Regions from separate parts of the Sus scrofa genome. Here region 2 is linked to region 1. A link is a contact called in public HiChIP or PLAC-seq data. All regions are on one chromosome and are shown on one strand. Each heading gives the region's core, a stretch centred on a gene start, on an enhancer-like site or on the middle of the called end of the contact. The rest is flanking DNA. Distances are from core to core; before and after follow the strand shown. Region 1 holds the start of ZNF367 (zinc finger protein 367). Region 2 holds the start of FANCC (Fanconi anemia group C protein).

Region 1 (3,181 bases), core at 62-2,561:
TTGTGGCATAGCTGAGTGTGTGTATTTGATAAAGAGGGGGAAGGGAGAGAGGGGTAGAGAGGAAGGGGGAAAGGGGAGAGCGAGAGAGAAATATTCTGCTCTTAATCACCAATTCTAACACTTAAATACTGGATATTCATTGACTTATTCAACAAATATTTATTGAAGGCCTGCCATGTGTCAGACTAGGCCCTGGCAATACAGTAAAAAACAAGGCACAGTCACTTCTTTCACATTTCTAGTGAATGTGAGGCTGGGCATGCCATTTGCCCCATCGTCTGCTGTGCTGTGCTTCCGAGCCCCACGCTGGCCCTCGGTGGGTGACTGTCAGAGCTGGATTCGCCGGCTTGTTCAAGGTCCTTTCAATGTGGGGTGAGGTCCTCCGGGCACTCACATCTCCACGCCCTTGCAGATTCGGGGATGAAGGTGCGCCCCAGACTGGGTGAGGAACCACGGCGCGGGGACGGGGAGTCCTCGGGGTCTTTCGGGTATCTGTGCCGGGGGTGACCACGGACACACACACACACGCCTGCGTTCGTGTCCCCTCTGAGCGGCGAGCAGCACTCGGGGACCTCAGAGACGACTTCCCTAACTACCCCATTTTGCACAGTTGGGAAACCGAGGTCCGGGAAGCCGAAGGCTGGGACCGATGACCGCTTCAGCCTCGGGGCGAATCGAGGGTGCGGAGAGGGTCAATTCACAGCGAGCCCAAGAGCTGGGCAGACGGGAGCCATTAAGAAAGTCGGCACCTCTGGGTGTCCACTAGAAATTGCAGGAGGAAGGCCTCGATGCCCCAGAAGCGGGTGGCGGGAGCCGGGGGCGGGGCGGGCTGCCTGGGCCCCAGCCCTTTAAATTCCCAGCCGCGCGGGAACCGCTGACCAACAGCCACCAGCGGGTGGGGCCGGTGAACGCGCGCCCCTGCGGGCCAACGACCGCCCCTGTCTCCGCCCCTCGCCGACACCTCTCCAATCGGCAACACTCCTGACGCCCGCCCCCGCCCATGGCCCCGCACCTCCCACCTCGACGACCCGCTCCGAGGACTGGCGGGGCGGGACCCTGGAGGGTGTGTCCTGGCAAGTTCAGACGTCGCGCGCTCCCGCGGAGCTTCGAACGCTTGTTGGCCCTTTTGGCAGAAAAAAAATACAAGAGCGGCGACCAATGGCGTGGCAGAAAGGACCCGCGCACAGATCCGGCTCCACCCCGCTCTGGCTGGAAAGGGGTCCAGGCCCGGCCATTGGCTCGAGCGACCTGTCACTCTCCGCCGCGACCAGCGGGCAGAGGCTTCGCGGTGATTGGCCCCGCCCAGGCGCGAAATGTAACGCGGGAAAAACTGGAGCAGGGACCCCGGCGGCAGGTTGTTATTTTCGGGGGCTCAGCGCCTCGCGTCCTGCTTTCCTGTCATCGCAACGCGGGCCGCCTGCTGCTTCCCGCGGCTGCAGCCTGCGTTGGGGTACGAAGAGCGGAGGACCGGCCTGACCCAGGGTTGGGGTCCAGCTCCGGCCGCCTGGTGCCAACCGAGCCGTTCCGCTCTTTCGTTGGCCGCGGCGCAGGAAGGTTCCAGGAAACGTCCGCCTGCCATGAGCCGGCGGGACTGAGAGCCGGCAACTCGGAGCAGCGCGGGCTAGCGGAGCGAAGGGCCAGACCCGAGCTCAGGGAGTGTGGCCCACGGCCGCTGGGGCTGCGGATCCGGGTCGGGCAATGATCCGGGGTGTGGAGGCGCCAATGGCGGACAACCCGCCGCAGCCGCCGCCCGTCATCTTCTGCCAGGACTCCCCGAAGCGGGTGCTGGTGTCGGTCATTAGGACGACCCCGATCAAGCCCACATGCGGCGGCGGAGGGGAGCCGGAGCCGCCGCCGCCTCTCATCCCCACCAGCCCTGGCTTCAGCGACTTCATGGTGTACCCGTGGCGCTGGGGTGAGAACGCGCACAACGTGACGCTCAGCCCCGGGGCTGCCGGGGGCGCCGCCTCGGCTGCCCTGCCTGCGGTCGCCGAGCACTCGGGGCTTCGGGGCCGGGGCGCGCCCCTGCCCACCCCCTCGGCCGCCGCCGCCTCGGGAGGTGAGGACGAGGAGGAAGCGAGCAGCCCGGACAGTGGCCACCTCAAGGTAAGCGGCACCGGCTGGCGGGGCGCGGGGCGGCGAGGGCCCGTTAACGGCGCGGCCGGACAGCCGGCAGCGCCCGCGGACTCGGCGGGTGGGGCGGGGCCGAGTTTAAAACGCGAGGTTGCTCCGCGGCGGCGGGGCGGGGGCGGGTGACAGGACGCTGACGTCACTGCCGCGCGCCAAAAAATTGCTCCTGGGGGCGGGGCTTCAGTCACATGACACCGGCCAGAGGGGGTGGGGAGGCCCAGTAGACCCGAAGCCACTGGTCCGCTGGTGCACTGGGTTGGCGCGCGGCCTGGGGTCGCGGAGTAACGCGGCCAAGTGGCTCTGCCAGTAGTACGGCAGTCCGCTTGGTCCGCTCTGGCGGAAGTGGGAGAGAAGGGCCGCGGGCCTTGAACTGTTCCTCTGGGTGAGGGAAGGGACAGGTTGCCCAGTTTCTGCTTCATCACCGCAGATACCCCGACCCTGCTAAAGATGCTTTGCTGAGATGGCCGAAGAAAAAGAGGGGATTTAGGGGATTCCTCCCCAGCGGGAATTGAGCCCTCGCTGTGTTGTTTCATGCATCCAGCGTACAACTTTGCTAGGTTCTGAGAGCACGCAGTGGAATGGGACGCTGTTGTCACAGACCTGGAATTGCTCGAAATCTTACCGGTTTAGAGCTGGGAAGGATGTGACTACCTGGTACAAACCTACAGTTAAGAAATCGGGCAACTGAGGCTTAGAGGGATTGGTGAAGGGAGCTCCCCAAGGTACACAGCTAGATAGAGTGAGTGCTGGGATTATAGTGGAAGTTTTGTGACTCCTAGACCTGAGCGTGTTTTGGGAGAGTCTGTCTGCTGACATATACTTACCTCTATAGGCTGTAAGCTCAGGGAGTGCCGGGTTTATTTCTTTCTGGTGGACTTACTCGACTTTAATACCTTGCACTCTGTAAATGCTCAATAAATGTGCTCACTTAAGTATTTGTGTAATGAATGCTGCTAATATAAGGTTAATATTCAGGCTCAAATTGTTAAATGGCTGTATAAGATGAGCAGTTTGCTAAAGGTGAAAAACAAGTCATCTTGGAATAAGTACA
Region 2 (3,376 bases), core at 414-2,913, 1.1 Mb after region 1:
AGCTGCTATATGAGAGATGGAAATGAGGTGGGTGTTTGGCCCAATTCTGAAAACATGAGTCTTACTACAATGGTGAGATTCCAAGGCAGTTTATTTGTTTGAATTTTGAAGGAAGGTTGGATAATGTCAGTAACTTTGCAGCACTCAGCTGTAGTGTTTCTCCCTCTAGAATGCAAAGATTCTAAAGGATGGATTCCATTAGACTAGATTTTAATTCTAAGGGTGAAATAACTTTCACTTACATATGCCATTTTTCATTTTTGTCATATTATTTGTGATCTGACTTTATACTGTGACCAAAGTTGTTTCTAGAAGCACATATAGTCAATGTTATGAGGGAGTTTAAAATAGGATTCAGGAGTTCCTGCTGTGGTGCAGTAGGTTAATGATCCAGCTTTTTTCTGCGGAGGTGCGGGTTAGATCCCTGGCCCCGGGCAGTGAGTTAAGAATCTAGCATTGCTAGATGCAGGTCGAAGCTCTGGCTTGAACTCCATCCCTGGCCTTGGAACATCCATCTCTGGGGTGTTTGTGTGTGTGTGTGTGTGTAGCTGAAAAAGAAAAAAAAAATAGGGTTCATATCTAAGTATTTTTCTCAGGAAACTTTTCAGGTATTCTAAAAAGCAATCACCTCATTATTGCTTAAAGTTTTAGGATAGTTCCATACATATGGATGCCAGATTAAATAAATGTCTATAAATCCCTATAAATACATTATAGTGGGAAATTTATACTGTGAAGCTGTAGTTTTATAAATATAAGGCACTGATTTTTTTAAAAAATTAAAACTTGTTAGTTTTTTTTTTTACAACTTAAACATCTATGAAAAACATTCACGCATTCCTAAATTCAAGAATTAAAAAAAACAACAAACCAAGACATGCTAATCTTAACGACATGAATGGAAATGTACAGAAAATGCTGCTTTCCATTTATTTAAGTGGTTTAAATACAGTGTTGAACTGATTTGAACTCCAAACACTATGGAACCGATTTAGGTGGTAGTTAGGGACATTAACCCAAGAAAGATTCCTTTTTCGTGTGTAACTGCACCTCGAAAATCATATTCGAGGCCTCCTTTAAAAGTTTTACCTTGATAAAAGACTCAATTTTCTTTTTTTTCTTTTTGTCTTTTCTTAGGGCCAAGCCGGGGGATACGGAGGTTCCCAGGCTAGGGGTCTAATCGGAGCTGCAGCTGCTGGCCTACGCTAGAGCCACAGCAACGCCAGATCCAAGCCACGTCTTCGACCTACACCACAGCTCACAGCAACGCCGGATCCTTAACCCACCGAGCAAGGCCAGGGATCAAACCCGCAACTTCATGGTTCCTAGTCGGATTCGTTTCCGCTGTGCCTCGACGGGGAACTCCAATTTTTCTTTTAAAAACTAAATTTCATTTTCCCTTCTCTGCATTTTGAATATAATCTTGAAATCATTGGGCAGCAACCGATTAAAATCCCAGTTTTCTCCGCTGCGGGTCCCTCCTACAGTCTAGTTAGATCACGACATAAGCACAAAGTCCGAGAACCTCCAATGAAGCCTCAGCTGCCCTACTCGCCCGGGAGTCCGCCAGGAGTCCGGCCGGGCAGATTCGACTTCCGGCCCAGCCCTGGGCCCCCGCCCCGCCCCCACGAGCACGAGATTCGTCCGAATTTTCCCGCGATGCCGCGGGGGCGCGGGGCCGCGGGCCAGGCCCCAGAGTGCATCGCGGGTACGTGCGCGCGCGGCTCCACTGCGGAGCGACCGCGGGAAAATTCCAAATAAGCCAAAACAAAACAAAAAGCCAGTACGAGGAAAAGGCTAACTTTCAAACCACAGAACCCGGGAGGTGGCAGCCTTTCCGCTACTGTCCAAACTGCTGAAGCAGCTCTGGCGCGGACCACCCGGTAAGAGGCCGCAGAACGAGAGCGAGGGCAGCTGCCTCCCTCGGGGGTCTGGCTGACACGTCAGCCTGGGGGTGTAGGATGGGGGGTTAGGGAGGGAAGGCTCGCGAGAACTTTCGCTGCGCTCCCCTAAGTAGGTGGGTGAGCCGTGCTCCTGCAGTGTGCAGGGGTTGGGGAAGAGACGTGTAGGGGTTTCAGGTGGCGCCAATCTGCGGGGGGGCGTGGTCAGGGGCGGGGCAGCTCCAGGGGATGGAGCCAATGGAGTGGCCACCCGGAAGCGAGCCCCCAGAGCGGTGGGAGCTGGGAGTTGGCGTTTTGGTTCTTTTTGTTCCTTGAGCAGAGGCTGCTATATCTTCTTAAAAGGAAGGAGCAAAGGTGAATTTCTTCTCCCCGGGACTGTAGGAGCCGTGAAAAGCTCGCCTTTCTTAATCCTTTGCTCTTTGCAGCTGGCCGCAAGCTCCCCGCACCGCTACGCCCCAACCCCCCTATTAGAGGAGCCCGGGGCGCGGCGGTTACCCATCCTTCTCTCCTGGCCTTTCCTCCTCATCCTAGGAGGGAAAGAGGGTTTTGATGGGCGAACTCTCTGATGGGTTCTCTCTCTTTTTTTTTTAATGGCAGGCTAAATAGCGTCCAAAGCCTTTGAGAGGTGTCTTTTGGGGAAGTGGGGAAGGGCGGTGCTTGTTTAAGCTTGCTTTTTTTCCTGTTTTGTACGTAGACTCGTTTACAGCCTTGAACTCTCTGTGGTCATGTTGTGTGGGCTGGAGAAGTCTGGAGGGGGAAAAAGATTTGGGGTTTTTGAAACATGAGAAATTTGGGACCAGGATGTCAAGGAAAGGCCAACGAATTCTCCAGCGAAGACCTGTCTGTGCCTCTGCGTTTGTCTTAATCGGAAACTGTTGGAAAGCTCCCTGGCTCCTGGTTTCATTCCAGCCTGTGTCCCATTTAATACTTCTTAACTGAGATGTGATTGATATATTTATCAGATGGACGGGGCACTTTTGGACCACCCAACTTCATTTCTTTCTGGATGTCACTCACCTTTAGTGATGTGCAGCTCGGAACATTTTCTCATTACTCCCCTCAAGAGGGAAGGAAATGTTGTTACAAATGATAGAATTCATACCATGTGTTGGGATCATTTATTACATAAGCTTAGATAGAAACATACTCACTGTGACTTTATCCATTAAACTTAAATCGGTGTTTCAATCTAACATACTGTACCAACTTCACAAGGAAATAAGCCCTCATATACATTACTTATATAAGTGTACAAGAAAGATTGCGTCAAAAAACAATTTGCTTTTCCTAGTTAAATCAAAGTCCTCTTTCCCCAAGAGTAAAAGTTAGATCCCGCTGTTACAGGATTAGGCTAATTATACTTTGATATATTACACATATTAATTCTTTTTTTTCCAGTATTTAGTCATATCCTTCTTGATTTCTTGAAAAACACTTACTGAGGCTCCTGAAAAGAACAGCAAACTCTGTATTGG

The links. HiChIP or PLAC-seq counts read pairs in DNA pulled down with a chosen protein or histone mark.
Region 2: an H3K27ac HiChIP or PLAC-seq map of skeletal muscle shows a contact between it and region 1, with 7 times the contacts expected there. The contact joins the promoter of FANCC here to the promoter of ZNF367 in region 1. A contact is called at or near these places in 1 of 5 promoter capture datasets (liver) and 1 of 2 datasets of contacts at active chromatin or transcription factors (skeletal muscle).

Annotation. Positions count from the first base shown.
Region 1 is chr10:25,706,400-25,709,580 of Sscrofa11.1, forward strand. It overlaps ZNF367 (zinc finger protein 367), which reads left to right and starts at 1,312. Exons shown (of 5, transcript XM_021064593.1): 1 at 1,312-2,106. The coding sequence starts at 1,699.
Region 2 is chr10:26,794,883-26,798,258 of Sscrofa11.1, forward strand. FANCC (Fanconi anemia group C protein) reads left to right here and starts at 1,664. Exons shown (of 14, transcript XM_021064601.1): 1 at 1,664-1,883.